3 separate regions of the Mus musculus genome follow, and regions 1 and 2 are each linked to region 3. Evidence: chromatin contacts called from public HiCAR-type and HiChIP or PLAC-seq data. All regions are on one chromosome and are shown on one strand. Each heading gives the region's core, a stretch centred on a gene start, on an enhancer-like site or on the middle of the called end of the contact. The rest is flanking DNA. Distances are from core to core; before and after follow the strand shown. Region 1 holds the start of Selenbp2 (selenium binding protein 2). Region 2 has its middle 17 kb from the start of Gm40094. Region 3 holds the start of Rorc (RAR-related orphan receptor gamma).

Region 1 (5,019 bases), core at 2,457-4,956, 320 kb after region 3:
ATTATGCCCCCCCAAAACAAACACCTCACAGGTGTGCTCCTCCATTTTTGGGTTTTAGTTAATTCCAGATGTAGTCAAGTTGACAGCCAAGAACAGCCATCAGACTCTGAGATTTTGAATTCATGATTCTTATATGGCAGCCTCCAGTGACACAGAATTGCAGGCTTGACCACCAGGCACAGTTTTGTTTGTTTGTTTGTTTGTTTGTTTGTTGTCTTCTCACTGTAAGTTATTTTTGAGCATCAGCTCTAGTGTCTCCCTCCCTTCTCTTTTTTTAATTTTTTTTTCACCATCCTCCCATCTTGCCCATTTCAAAGCCTGTTAAATGGGCCCAAGGAGTCTGGCTGAAGGTGAGTGTAAGAAGGTGCCCAGGTAGCAGCCTGACCTCCTGTGGCATGCCCCGTGTCAGGGCCTCCACTTCTGTTCTCAGAGCCCAGGGCCGAAGTTCACAAGCAATATTAACCAGACGCTAGATCCTCTGTCTCCTCCATAGCTGCCATGGCCTGGGCTTAGAAACAACAGCAACAAATGCAGGCTCCGCCCCCTGGTCCTCCGAGCCCATTGCTGTGGTGGGGTACTGGATGGCTGGCAGCACACAAGGTTAGCTTTGGGGATGTCCTAGCTACCACCACTCGCTGTGAATACCACATCAGCCTGGTTGGCTTCTGGAGAAGGGCATGCTAGACTGGGGAGTGAGCCCTTCGGCTCCTGAGAAGGACCGGCAGCAGCTGCTGCTGGGAATGGGAAGAGGTCCTTCCAGCCCCACTGTGGAAGCCCAAGGCCCTGGGGTGATTCTGTTGGTAGCTGGCTTCTCTCCCTGGACTGGATTGGGACAACTTCTCCCTAAAACAGCTTCATTAGCTCTGAAGCAAGATGTCAGTGAGAAAAACAGCAGACAGAAGTTAGGAGTGCTATGGAGAAACTGCCAAGACCAGTCAGGTCAGAGTGCAGGGCTAGGAATGAGCTCATTGTCAAAACAGATTCAAGGACAAAGTGTGTCCTTTGGATTTATTGACTTAGGAGGGCAAGTAAGGAAGCAGCCTCAGGGCAGATGCACACACTAGGCCAACTTAGTAGCCTCAGGGCAGATGAACACACTGGGCCAGTTTAGCCTCAGAGCAGATACACACACTAGGTCAGCTTTGCAGCCTCAGGGCAGGTGCACACACTAGGCCAGTTTTGCAGCCCCAGGACAGCTGCACACACTAGGTCAGCTTTGCAGCCTCAGGGCAGATGCACACACTAGGCCAGCTTTGTTGACTGGCTGATGGTGGACAGTGAAGAAGATACCACAGCAAGGCAAGAGATTCATTTTTTTGATTCATTTTGTCTACCCCCTTAAATCATTTAAAAATATATTTATTTATTTAACCTGTATGTGTATGACTGAAGGTATGGATATACACCATGTGCCCATGGAGGCCAGAAGAGGGCATTAGATTTCCTGGAATTTGCATTGCTTGTGAGCCACCCATTGTTGGGTGCTGGGAACTGAACCTATGTCATCTGCAAGAGCAGCAAATGCTCTTAAACACTGAGCTAAATGTATCTCCAGCCCCCACTTACATCGTTTTCAGTGAACTTTTGTAAACTCCAGGTTTAGAAGCTGATGCCTTGAATCCACAGAAAGTCTAGCTTGGCATTTACTGTGTAGACCAGGCTGGCCTCTGACTCCATGTTGAGATTACAGGAGTGTGCTACCACACCTAGGCTGGGGAACTTTATGTTGGGGAAATGACCTTTCTGACAGACTTCTGAAGGAAGGTGACCAGTGCACTGAGCCCTGTTTTGCGCGCGCACACACACACACACACACACACACACACACCCTGCAACACACACCTTCCTTTCTTCCCTTCCACAAAATACATTTACATCTGATACTCTATGCGGTGAGTTAATCCAGAGAAACTCCTCTCAGGCTGGGCTAGCTTCTTCCTTTAGAAGTAAAAGGTGGCTTAAAATGTGTCACGTGAGCTCCAACCCTGCCACCATAGCCCTTCTCTCTATCATAACTGTACCTAGAGTGATTTCTTCTGGTGGTTATCTTGAGCCCATGTTACCCATTTCCCTATTCAATGAGAGCCTCACTTCAGAGCTTTTTTTTTTTCGAGACAGGGTTTCTCTGTATAGCCCTGGCTGTCCTGGAACTCACTCTGTAGACCAGGCTGGCCTCGAAATCAGAAATCCACCTGCCTCTGCCTCCTGAGTGCTGGGATTAAAGGTGTGCTCACTTCAGAGCTTTTATCTAAGATGAAAGTAGTGTCTACCGACAGTTGGATTCCCTGAAGTGTGTGGACAGGAGCCTTCCCTGGGCAAGCACCTCACACTGAGGACAGTGGCAGCCCGGGCTCCATGGGAGAGAGGGTTACATAGTCCTCCTGCTGAGCCCTTCAAACCCACACTTTCCTAGGTGAAGGGCAGCCCTGCACGGGGTTAACAGGATCAGGCCTCAGCCTAGCTTTGAGGAGCCCTGTTAATGGGCCTCAGTGAGAGAGGATATGTCTAATCCTGTTGGGACTAGATGTCCCAGGATGGGGTGACCCAAGGTTGTGGGGAGGCTTCCCCTTCTCCTCGGAGAAGGGGAGGGAGTAACAGGGGGAGGGATTTATAAGGGCAGGACTGGGTGGAGAGGAGGGGGAGGGGGGCTTCAATCCGGATGCAAAGTGAATAAAAATAAATAAATTACTGAAAAAAAGAAAGAGTTCTTCAGCAAGCAATGATTTACTGATGTATATTACAGCCACAGGCTTAACAACCTGAGCAGACACTTACTCTTCAAGCTAGAGGACCCACCCCAAGACAAGGAGTGCCCCTGAACATTTTCTGTCGCCACCCAATTGGGGACAGTAGCATCTGTTGATTTCCTCTCTGACCCTGCATCCAGCCCCTCAGGGCAGCAGACTCTGTGGTGAGGGGGAGTTAGTTCACTTTCACCTCCTGGGGTTTCTGAGGGAAATTGGCAGTAATAGCAAACACTAGGCTTTCTCCCACTTCAAAGCTCAAGGCTCATAGTGGTTCTGGGGAAAGTGGGACCTAGGCTCACCCCTCAGCCTTGGCTCTGTGGGCAGCTGCTGTGGAAAGGCCTGGGGGAGGGGTCTGGGTGATCAGAACTGTTTTTTGGAGCATGAATGTCTAGAAGAAGAGGACAATCATCAGAGAAAGCTGGCTTTCGATGCAGCAGTGGGAACAAACAGGTCCTCAACCGTGGGTACCCTGAAATGTCCATGGGCATGGCCAGACACATAAACGAGCATTTGAAGTCACAGGAACATGTGAATGCATACATATAAACACTCCTCTCACACGGTTCCTGCTCACATGGGCACACACAGGCATATACACGTCCAGGCGGAAGCACATACAAATTCACACCTGTGCATACACAAACATAAAGGCACATGGATAGGAACCCACAGGAGAAGGCTACACAGGCACACAAACTTAATACAGACCAAAGTACCCACTAATGGCTCAGATGTTTTTTGCATGTGTATATACACGTACATATGTGCACACCTGTGCACAAGTGTGCGTGTGTGCACACACACACCCTGTAATTTGAACAGCCAGGCCACTTGACAGCTTCCTGGTTAGCTGCCCTTTATAGTTTACCCTGGAAGGCAGCCAGGTCCCTCCCCTTGCTCCACCTCTCCCCCAATTAGATGCATAAATTCCCTCCTTTTGCCCCTTACCTGTGCAGTCTGCACTTAATACCAGCACTGGTCTCTGCTGAGCCTCTGCTCATTCCTGGCAAATCCTGCAGGACCCGAGTGTCAGCCAGCCAGCAGCATGGGTAAGGAAAAGGCTCTCAAACCATGTGTAGGCTGCCTGTAGTTTGGAGGGTCCTCCTCCTTCCAGGAAATGACCCGGAACTGTGAGGCAGACAGTGACGAAAGAGTTGGACTCTTGTTCCTACCCTGCAGACATGCACATAGCAGCTCAAGTGAAAACTTCATGCACACTATTTTTCAGCCTGGCCTAAGTTCTAAGGAACAGAAAGGGACCGCCAGAAATGGTGGTTTGTGAATCCTACCCAACCTCGGTAGGGGAAGGGGCAGGGGCAGTGCAGCTTGTCACCCTCGTAAATATATGATTCTGGTTTTAGCACGGGGTCAATGGGTTGGGGGGGCGGGTGTTACAAAAGAACAATCATCACAGCCTGGATCTCTCAAGCTGCTTCATATCACCAGTCAATGGGGGAAGTCAGGGGCAGCCACACTAGCGCACTGAGGGCCTGATTCTGCGCCCCTCCCAAGTCCCACAGCCCTCTTATCCTTTTGCCTGCGAGCTCCTGGGTATCAGTCTGAGAGTCTGGGTTTCAGAAGGAATGTTGAGGCCCTGCTCCCCTTATTGCTGGCTCTTCCCTGGGCTAGTAGAAAGACCAGTGGCCATCCTGGCACAGAAAATCCACTTGAACTTTGCCTGGGTTCCCCAAACTCAAAATGTCATAGACCTTGCTTAAAATGCTTACGACTGGAGGATGCCACACAGAGAAAGATGGTGCCCCAGGCGACCTAGCAGCCTGGACCAAGCCTTGGGTGGTGGGATAAACCTCCTCCACTTTTCTCCTCTTCTTAATGATGTTTTTATTTTATGAACATTTCTGTATGTTCATGTGTAGCACATACGTATCTAGTGCCAACTGGGGCCAGAAGAAGGTGTCAGACAGTTCTGAGTTCCATGGGTGTGTTCTTCACCCCTGAGCCATTTCTTGAGTCCTAGAACAGAATTTGTTGTTGTTGTTATTGTTGTTAGGGTTGTTTGTTTGTGGTTGGTTGGTTGGTTGGTTGGTTTCTGAGACAGGGTCTCACTATGTAGCTCTGGCTGATCTGGAACTCACTGTATGTAGATCAGGCTGACAGAGATCCTCTGGCCTCTGCCTCTTGAGTGCTGGGCTTCATGTGTTGCACCCCTTTAAGTCAGTGTGTGGTGGCTCATGCCTGTCACCTCAGTGCTAAGGAGACTGAGGCAGAAGGATCTTGGGGAGATCGGGCTCCCCAACTCCAACACTGTTAC
Region 2 (4,937 bases), core at 1,149-3,648, 430 kb after region 3:
TCAGTTTATCCTCCACAATCATGAATGAGCTACATAAAGCTCACCACTCCAGTGTACAAAGTAAATATTGACTTATTACCCACCTCCTCAGGCAGCTGAAACTCTCAAGACTTTGAATTTCAAGTCAAAACCGAGAAGCAGTAGGGCATGCCTAATCCCAGCTTTCAGGAGACTGAGGCAGGAGGATTGGTACAAGTGTGAGATTAGGCTGACCTACAGCATGAGACCCTACTTCAAAAACCAAAGTAAGCAACAATGCAAAAAGTTAAGGCGCTCAGCTGCCAAACCTGATGACCTCAGTTGGACGGCCTGAGTTTGATCCCTAGGACCCACACAGTGGAAGGAGAGAACCAACACCTACAGCTTGTCCTCTGCCCTTCACATGTATGTGGTGGCATATCTCCTCCCACAAATAAATACACAAGTGCATGACCTAACCCCCTGCCCCTTTAATAGGAGAGCTTTTTGTTTTGGGGTGTGCAAGAGCAGCCAGGCTGGAGTGGAGAAATGGCTCAACCGTTAGGAACACTAGCTGCTGCTGCTTCTTCTTCTTCTTCTTCTTCTTCTTCTTCTTCTTCTTCTTCTTCTTCTTCTTCTTCTTCTTCTTCTTCTTCTTCTTCTCCCCCCCCCTCCTCCTCCTTTTTGTTTTGTTTTTTTGAGACAGGGTATAGCCCTGGCTGTCCTGGAACTCACTCTGTAGACCAGGCTGACGTCGAACTCAAATCCGCCTGCCTCTGCCTCCCAAGTGCTGGGATTAAAGGTGTGCACTCCCACTGCTCAGTCTGGAACACTGACTTCTCTTGCAGAGGACCTGAGTACAGTTTTTACCACAACTGCAATACACCATCATCTGTAACTCCAGTTCCAAAGGATCTGATGTGCTCTTCTGGCCTCTGGCTTCTTTGGGCACTTCATTGTATGTGATGTACAGACATATCACATACACAATAAATCTAGGAGAAGGAGAAAAGAAAGGAGGAGGAGAAGAAAAGGAAGAAGAGGAAGAGGAAGAGGAAGAAGGAAGAAGAAGAAGAAGAAGAAGAAGAAGAAGAAGAAGAAGAAGAAGAAGAAGGAAGAAGAAGAAGAAGAAGAAGAAGAAGAAGAAGAAGAAGAAGAAGAAGAAGAAGAAGAAGAAGAAGAAGAACCACCACCTCAACCAACTTGTCTCTAGGATTTGAAACAGAACCCAGAAGTGTTTGTGTTTGTGGTCTGTTATCAAACCCCAAAGACTGCAATGATGGAGACCCAACCAGGAGTTGTTAAAGCTTGGCCACTGGTGATTAAATTTGGGGAGAAGATTTCCAACACTCTTCAGAAAGTCCTGTGAAGCTTTCCTCTGTGGAGTTCTGATTGCTTGCTACATTCTAGATGCAGAGAAACTGGGAACTGGGGCCTGGATTCTTCTAGAAAGTGGGTGGGCCACCCTGGTCTTTCACATCCTATAGCACACCTAGAGCAATGGAGTCCTGGGACAGCAGAAAGGGATGCAGAGTTTCCGGCTTTCCCAGGAGAAAGTCATCCCTTCCTTGGGCTGTAACCAGGAGGGTTTTCTGCAGATTCAAGACAAAGACCAGTTAAATAAAAATAACAAAAAGTTTGCAAAAGTTCTCAACCCCACTAACAAAATACTTTTCTCCTTTGGTTCTCAGAAAAGGGAGAGGTTCTTATCCTAGAATGTCTAGAAATTCCACAATGGCGTGCTTTATGTCTTGTCTCTCTGGGCTTTCCTTTGTTTTCCCTGAAAATAATCTCTTGATTTTAGAGCTATGATGTAGTTTAGAGGTAGAGCACTGTGTATCGTGGGAGAGGCCCTGGCTTTCTTCCTTTGCACCAGAACGGGGATAAAAAAAATCTTATTTCAAAACAAATTTATTTGAGTACAAACATGAATTAGATGAATTTTATATACAAATAAGCATATATAAATTAAATATCTAAGTTGTGTGATTTAAAATTTTTACTGGGAATTTTTTTTCTTTTTGGAAAATAGCTTATTAAAGTATGTTTGACAAATGGTACAGCTTCAAATGTAAAGTGTACTGTGGGAAAGTTCCCATGTGTGTATACATCTATGGAATCCCTCCTACAGGCAAGATAGCAATTGTAGAATTTGGAGGTACAGGGTGGATCTGTTTTCCCTGAGTTTTGACCTCTTATTAGCTCACAAATTTGTACTATGAGTAATGAAACAAGATGAGTCACTTACAAAAAAAAAAAAAATTCTGCGAAAGTAGTCAGGAAAGAAAACTAACGTGCTACCCACCCGCTTGGCAGGTGCTCACTAGCTCATTAACAGCAATCTTGTCACTACACGGTTGGCTCTCTCTCTTCACTGAACACAGGGCTCAGCGGGAATGCAGAGGGCTGAGCTCAGTGGGGATTCTGGGCCAGCTAGCAGCGGCTACTCAGTGTGGAAGCTGGAGAGATTCCTGCCCTTGGCTCCCCAGTAGCTCTGCTTCTTGCTTGAGGTTATTAGGCGTGAGGTCTTTGCTATTTCAACATTCCCCGTGGCGAGGAGAAAACAGGAGCTCCTTTGTCCTGCCGGCCTATCCTTCTAGCATCTAGATTGAAGTCCTGTTCTTCGCCACGATTCAGCCGTATTTAATAAATTGCTGCTACCTGGTGCCACACTGTTTCAGGCTCAGGGTGTGGAGCAGAAGTCAAAACAGTGCGTTTCGCCCGCCTGAATTAAGTTCTTGTGCTTCTTTCTGTGAGGAAACTAAAAGTTAGACTCTTGATGCTGCCCGTCGGTAACTTGTGGGTTATTCCCACCTGTGTATCCTCTTTTCTCCTTGCCTTTGCCACTGCTGCGGGCTCTATAATCTTCACCAGGCCCATGACCTCCCCTGAACTGGGTGTTTCTTCCCTGTTCCCTAACCGTGGGGAAGGTCTTTCCTCTGTCCCTGGCTCCTCTCCCTCAGGGGTTCATTCACGTTCATACTTTCTACTTTGGCTTCTAAATCAAGACAACTCTGTCAATCCTGGCCTCTCATCCATAAACCAAGTCTGTCTCCCACTTTCTCCGGGTCTCTGCGCCTGCCTGTCTCATCTCTGATTAGGGCACAAAGTAGGTGCACGGGCTTCCCCAGCGTGTCACCTCTCTAACCCAGAGTTCTTGTCTCCACTTCTCACAGCCCTCAATCACCCAAATGTGAGGAGTGACTCTTTGCTTGGAATTATACCAGAGACTACCAATTAGGAAACCCAGATGGGCACTGTGGCTCACATCTGTAATACCAGAGGACAGCTGTGAATTAGAGCAGCCTGGGCTACTGAGTGGAGTCAGAGGGCCTGGGGAATTGGTTCTGTTGTTCATGCTGCTTCTCAGGCTCACTTCTTAGAACCATATGGAAGCTCACAACCTAGAGTCTGGGACTCCAGTTCCAGGGGACCTGATGCCCTCTTCTGACTGATTTCCCAGGGGATCAAGCACATACATGGCATACATACATACATACATACAGGCACACACGCACACACACTATATCTATATCTATATCTATATCTATATCTATATCTATATCTATATCTATATCTATCTATATCTATATCTATATAGTGTGTGTATGTGTGTATATGTATATATATAGTGTATGTATATATGTATGTATATATATATATATATATATGCAGATATACACACAGGCAAAACATGCATATAATAAAGTAAATAAAATCTAAAGTAAAATCTAATAACAAAATCAACTATAATAATAAGATGGCAAAGGCCTATGAGTTCACCAGAATAGATTTATCAGCTGACAACATAGATTTAGCCACTCATTCAGTTCACGTTTATAAAGTACCCACCACAGTTCCATCTGATTCAGTGCCCTCTTGTGGTCTCTGAAGGCACCAGGCACGCATGTGGTGCACAAGCATACATGAAAGTAAAACACCATAAATATCAAACAAAAAATGATGGTATTAATAATAAAAACCAAGCCAGTGCTGAAAAGATGGCTCAGTGATTAAAAGGGCTTGCTGCTCAATCATGAGGAAGGAATTTGGGTCCCAGTACCTACATTTAGCAGCTCACAGACTGCCTGTAACTACAGATACCTCATCTGGCTTCTAAAGGCACCTACATGCATATGCATTCTTACCCCCAACCCCTGACACACACATGCACAAATAAAATCAAAATAAATTTTAAAATCAAAGGAAAAAAAAACCAAACAAACCTAGTACCTATCCCAAATATGAAACATCTAAAACAAATACTTAAGTGCAGCGCAACTTGATGGACTATGCGGAGTGGGCCCAGCCTTCAGCAAGGTCCGCTGGGAAATAACACTGGACTTTGGAGAAGATTGGTCACTGCTAGGCTTAGGTCAGATTGTGCAGGGAACAAAAAGAGTTAAGACGGGAATCTCTGAGAACCTAGAGAAGAGGGAGGAGGCAGGAGGCAGCAAGGGCTAGCAGCTTGGATTCCAGCTCTGGCTGACTCTGTCCTGGACAGGGCTGGTACAGAAGGAGTCTCACTCTGACCACTCAGCAAGATGATCAGAAATGACAGCTGTGCACAAGCAGCAGAAAGTCCTCTGCTACAACCGAGCAGCTGAAACAAATATGAATAAGTAAAATGAAAAATATATATAATGTCCTGGATAGGATCCTGGAACAGAAAGAAGACACTAAATTAGAAATGAAGGAGGCTGGAGAGATGCCTCAGGGGCTGACATGACAGCACTGGGTGCTTGCTCTTCTAGAGGACCAGGGTTCAATTCCTAGCACCTACACAAGGCTCAAAACTGTAAGTCCAGTCTCGGGTGTGCAGCGCTGCCTTCTGGTCTCCACAGGCACAAGGCCACAAGTGATGCATTGACATGCATGCAAGCAAAACACCCACACACATAATTTAAAGAAACTAAGAAAAGAAAAAGTTTGTCCTTTAGCTAGTAGCAGTAATCGTTATAAATATGTCATACTACTAA
Region 3 (4,909 bases), core at 1,580-4,079:
TCACCCACCCCCCCATGCTGGAGGCAGGGCCAAAAGCTGGGTAGGATGATGCCTGTAATCCCAGCCCTCAGAAGGCTGAAGGAACTGGATAGCCATGAATGTTCAAGGCCATCTTGGACTACTGAGTGAGATCATCTTAGCAACACGTAGGAATGAAGGTCTCGAATGCTGAAATGAAAGAGTAGCTTAGAAGAAAGCCACTCTCAAGCCAGGACCCGGTCGCTTCCTGAGCCCTCACAGTCATTCTGACAGTGCCAGGCAGTGTCTGCCACTGCCATACTGTGTGGCATCTGAAAGCATCCCTAGGGGCCTCCACCCTGTGCCTCTAGCTTGAGGGAGGGGTCATCTGGAAGGTCTTAAGACCCATAATCACCAAGAGAAAAGGACCTGGTCAGCGATGCAGGTCTGTAACCCCAGCACACCCAAGGCAATGTTGTGAGTTGGAGGTCACCCTAGGAAAATGAGAGGAGGGGCGGGGTTCAGCAGTTAAGAGCACAGGCTGCTCTTCCAGAAGAACCCAGGTTCAATTCCCAGCATCCACACAGTGGCTCACAGTCATGTATGACTCCAGTTCCAGGGCACCTGATATCTTTTTCTTTCCTGCATAGTGAACCAAACACACAAATGGTGCACAAATAAACATGCAGGCAAAACACCCATACTATTAAAAAAAGATAAGTGAAAAGAAGAAAGAAGAACAATAACTAAGGGAGATGAAAGCGAGCTGGTGAGGCACAGAAAACTGAGCAGTGATGGGCAGATAGGAGCACAGAAGAGCAGGAGGGGATAGCTCTGGGATAGAGGCAGGCCATTAAGGTCCCCATCCTTTGAGTGCCCTAACCTTTCCAGAAGCCTCTTTCTGACTCTGTTCCTAGGTAGGGGTGCCATCACTTTGCCTCTTTTCAAAGCTCTCCAGATTGGCATTGTGTTTTGAGAAGAACAGTATACATGGGCCTGTTTACCACCAAAGACCGTGAAGTCAGAGATGACCTAGTCAGTGGAGTACTGCCACAAACACACTGGGGTCAAGGGTTTTGGGGGGTTTTTTGGTTTTTTGGTTTTTGTTTTTTAAGATTTATTTATTTTATGTATATGAGCACACTATCACTCTCTTCAGACACACCAGAAGAGGGCATCAGATCCCATTACAGATGGTTGTGAGCCACCATGTGGTTGCTGGGAATTGAACTCAGGACCTCTGGAAGAGCAGTCAGTGCTCTTAACCACTGAGCCATCTCTCCTACCCAAGGGTCAAGGTTTAATCCCCCAGAACCCACATCACAAAATGGGTACAGTGGTAGATAGGTAGGTAGGTACTTGTAGTCTCAACAATGGGGTCGTAGAAACCCTAGAAATCACTTGCCAATCTGGCTAACCAAGATGGCGAGTTCTCCGTTCCATGGGAGACCCTGTCTCAAAAAAACAAAACAAAACAAAACAAAACAAAAAGGTAAAAGGTAATTGAGGCAGACATCAAATTTTAATCTCTATCCTCCACAGACATGCACACTCACACGTGTACACACACCCACCTATACAGACACACACATATATGTATACATATAAAGGACTTAGGACTAGTCAAAGCCTCAAAGGCCCTCAAAAGTCACCCTACACCCCTACACTTTTCAGTCTCCCTGGGGCTAAGAACGGCTATTCCTCCTAATCTTTGTCTCTGACTCTTAGGAGACTCAGCTCCCTAGAGCACTGGGTGCTACTGGTTGCACAGTGTGAAGCTCCACGGAGGGCCAACGGTGGAGAATGGAATGCTGGGAGCGAAGGGACAGCTGCCTGCCCTCTCCACGCCAGGTGCCACGTGCACCAGGTGGAGGGAGTGGGCGAGTCACGAGGCCCTGGCGTGGCCGGCTCCTGCCCTGCTGTTTACCAGCTGGAGAAAGCAGGAGGAGGGGTTGGGAGCCTCCTGCTCCCAGCCTGGCCCCTAGCCAGCGGTTGTTGGGTAAGCAGGAAAGCCAGGCACAGCTAATCAAACTCTGGGCAGAGGACATGCCGAACTGAGGCATCCAATATTCACAGAAGTCTTGGCTCTTGGTCCTTCTCAGACTCCAGTGCAGGCCTTTATGTGAACAGAATTACGGGGTCGTGGGGGAGGGGGAAGGGAGAACCGGGAGGAGGGGGGAGGATTCCCTCCTCTCAACTTGTTGGTCCAGTGCAGTTGCTCTCTTCTGCTCTCCCTCCAACACCCCTCACCTCTCAATTTGCTCTTCCTCCTCCACACCTCCCCCCACCACACCAGAAGTATGGGAAGCATCTAGAAGCCTGGAAAATCCAGAGGTGGGCAGCATGGAGTTAGAGAGAGGCAAAGCAAGACATGTGCTGGGGGAACCCAAGCTGCAGGGAAGTATATCTGATCCCATCCTGGAGATCAGAGTGCACACACACACACACACACACACACACAGAGGCTGTCTTTTCTCTTCACTCTTCCTGCCTCCCTTTCTTGCTATTCTGTCACCTGTCCTAAAAAAGTTACAGAGACCAGGTTCAAATCTCAACTCAATCACGAATTGCCCTTGTGAATTCCTGGCAAGTCTTTTCTATTCTGGGCAGCAATTGGTTCATGATTATGAATAATCACTCGTGCCTGTAGGGGGTTATCATGTGGGATTCCAAAAAACAAACAAAAAAATTCTGATTTACCTACAAGGCCTGGCAAAAACTCAGCATACAGTAGGTAATTAATAAGTACTAGCTCCCTTTCACCTGTTTTTCCTCAAGACTCCAGACACTGGTCCACTGCTCTCTCCCTGAGTCCCCTCCTGTGCCAGGACACTCTGCCAGCCACTCCTTTCCCCTGCCTGCTGACGGGCCAGGTGCTCCCTCCCTCTTCCCTCCTCCCTCCCTTGGGCCCTGCTCCCTGCCCTCCTGGGCAGCCAGGGCAGCAAGGACGGCACCAAGGGAGCTACCCCATGGACAGGGCCCCACAGAGACACCACCGGACATCTCGGGGTAAGAGACCCTAAAGCCCTGCAGGCAGGTGGAAGGGACTGTCAGGGGGCTCAGAGGAGGGGAGGGAGGCGAAGAGACTGGGAAAGAAAGAACTGGGGAGAAGAGAGGTGAGCAGAGGGGAGATGGACTGGCAGACAGAGCAAAGCGGTGAGGTAGGACCGAGTCTTTACATAACTGTAGGGGGGGGACAGGAAGAGGGCCTAGGGTAACAGCAGGAGACCTGGGAAGACGGGGAGGGCAAGAAGGAAGAGACAGGTTGGAGTGGGGGCAGGAGGGAGGAGCTGTGTTAGGGAGGCTTGATCGAGAGGATGGGAATGGGGCTGGCTCCCAGGTGTGAGCAGGCCCCTCCCTGCCTGCCACAGAACCCTGGGCAGCAGCGGCTGGAAGGGTGACTCTCCGCCTTCCTATTCATTCACAAGTGGCTGCCGTTCTGGCGCAGGGGCTGGGGGTGGGGGACCTGGGAGAGAAGATGCAGTTGCACCATGCCAGCTGCTCTAGCCCAGCAGTCCCACGCTTTCCTTCAAGCTGGTCCGAGCACGGAGTTTTATCTTTGCTGTGTGAGGCACCTGTGGAGCACAGAAAGGAACTGGGGAACAGTCCCCCGATGGAGTGAGGAGGGAGCCCTTCAGAACAGGACATCCCCTCCCTCCCTCCCATGCTTGTCAGCTGGGAACCTAGAGAGAGTGAACGACAGAAGTGCCAGCTTCTAGGGCCACTAGAGAAAGGCTCCGGGGTGGGAGTGGGAGTGGGGGCCAACAAGGGGAGTGTCCCCATGCAAGACTGCTCTGAATTGCAAAGTTGGAGGCTGGACAAGGGTGCCACGTCAGGGAGGAAACTGAGTAGGGCCAGACAGGATTAGCAGGGAGGTGGGCATGGCATGAAGCCACACCCTCTCTGGGCAGACCTTCCCCTCCCCCACCCGGGGAACAGGCTACCAGGCCCCATTTACTATCACGGCAATGAAATGCAGGAAGCCTGGCTGCAGAGTGCATCTCCTGGCAGAGGGACAGTGAAGGAGGGACAGGACATGTGTGCCAGGCTTGGACAGCAGAAGGCAAAAAGTAACAGAAAGGAATCAAAGGTTAGGGACATTACAGACAGGGCTAATGGGCTTTCTGGAACAGAAGACTGGCCCTAGGCACCCTGGATATAGGAAATGGGTTGCGGCCTCTTTTGCCAAGGGCTCCCTCTCTAGGTGTTTCCCAAATACTGACTGCATGCTGATTTCATCCCAGATATGTAAACAGCCCTGTAACTATGCAGTAACCATGACTCTCCCCTCAGCTGCTGCTCCCCTGGACAGCAGAGCATCTCTGTAAACCTCCACGAACCATGGGGTGCCTCCTCCTGTCTGATCTCCACCCAGACCCATCCACGAGCAAAGCAGCAAGGCAAAGGGATCTTCCCTCTGCAGGCTTGTGGGCAGGTGAAGCACAGTGGCGGCCAGAGAGGGTCTATCTGCAGCTCGGCCCTCCTTGTCTTCCTCTTCGCCCACCCTCCCCATGCACTCCCAGCCCCACACCTCTGCAGCTCCCTCTTGCTTTCAGGCACAGATAAGCAACCAAAAGACTGCATTCCCTCTGGGTGCAGAATATGTGTGTACGTCAAATGCACCAGATACTAGAGGGTTCTTGCTGTTCCCCAGAGCAACAAGCTGAACAAGACAGACAGAGGCTCTGTCTCCAGACGGGCTTACAATCTAGAAGGGATGATGGCATACCTAGGGCAGTTGTCTGTTATGTCAAGTGCCAGGAAACAATGCAGAGTGCTGGCTGAGTAAACCCCAGGGCAGGGGACAGGGCATGGGAGGCTGCCCCAGAGGAAAAGAGAGACATCTGAGATCTAGCTAAATGGGGGAGGGAGGGTAGAGTGTGACATGAGGAAGTCCTGGAGGCAGAGAGGAGCTGGGCACTTTCAGGACCTGGAAGAGGGCCAGTGTGGC

What was found. HiCAR-type assays count read pairs that join an accessible place to other places. HiChIP or PLAC-seq counts read pairs in DNA pulled down with a chosen protein or histone mark.
Region 1: a contact with region 3 is called in a HiCAR-type map of kidney, with 2.3 times the contacts expected there. The contact joins the promoter of Selenbp2 here to the promoter of Rorc in region 3. A contact is called at or near these places in 1 of 39 promoter capture datasets (embryonic stem cells), 2 of 115 datasets of contacts at active chromatin or transcription factors (kidney and pancreatic cancer cells) and 2 of 9 other capture datasets (adipose tissue and embryonic stem cells).
Region 2: an HNF4G HiChIP or PLAC-seq map of pancreatic cancer cells shows a contact between it and region 3. The contact joins the enhancer-like site here to the promoter of Rorc in region 3. A contact is called at or near these places in 2 of 39 promoter capture datasets (embryonic stem cells and hippocampal neurons), 2 of 15 datasets of contacts at CTCF or cohesin (embryonic stem cells and stem cell-derived epiblast-like cells), 5 of 484 Hi-C or Micro-C datasets (differentiating embryonic stem cells and embryonic stem cells), 2 of 115 datasets of contacts at active chromatin or transcription factors (embryonic basal ganglia and pancreatic cancer cells) and 4 of 9 other capture datasets (adipose tissue, embryonic stem cells, liver and 1 more).

The regions. Positions count from the first base shown.
Region 1 is chr3:94,689,867-94,694,885 of GRCm38.p6, forward strand. It overlaps Selenbp2 (selenium binding protein 2), which reads left to right and starts at 3,707. Exons shown (of 12, transcript NM_019414.2): 1 at 3,707-3,796. The coding sequence starts at 3,793.
Region 2 is chr3:94,801,968-94,806,904 of GRCm38.p6, forward strand. No RefSeq gene overlaps it. Among named protein-coding and RNA genes, the nearest start is that of Gm40094, 17 kb to the right of the region's middle. Within about 2 kb of position 2,399, at least 58 of the 459 cell types and tissues checked have an H3K27ac peak or open chromatin away from gene starts, as enhancers often do. A contact at or near this core is called in adipose tissue and pancreatic cancer cells, where this site is marked.
Region 3 is chr3:94,369,965-94,374,873 of GRCm38.p6, forward strand. Rorc (RAR-related orphan receptor gamma) reads left to right here and starts at 2,830. Exons shown (of 11, transcript NM_011281.3): 1 at 2,830-2,967. The coding sequence starts at 2,928. Gm38411 (a long non-coding RNA gene) reads right to left here and starts at 1,059. Exons shown (of 3, transcript XR_867461.1): 1 at 1-1,059.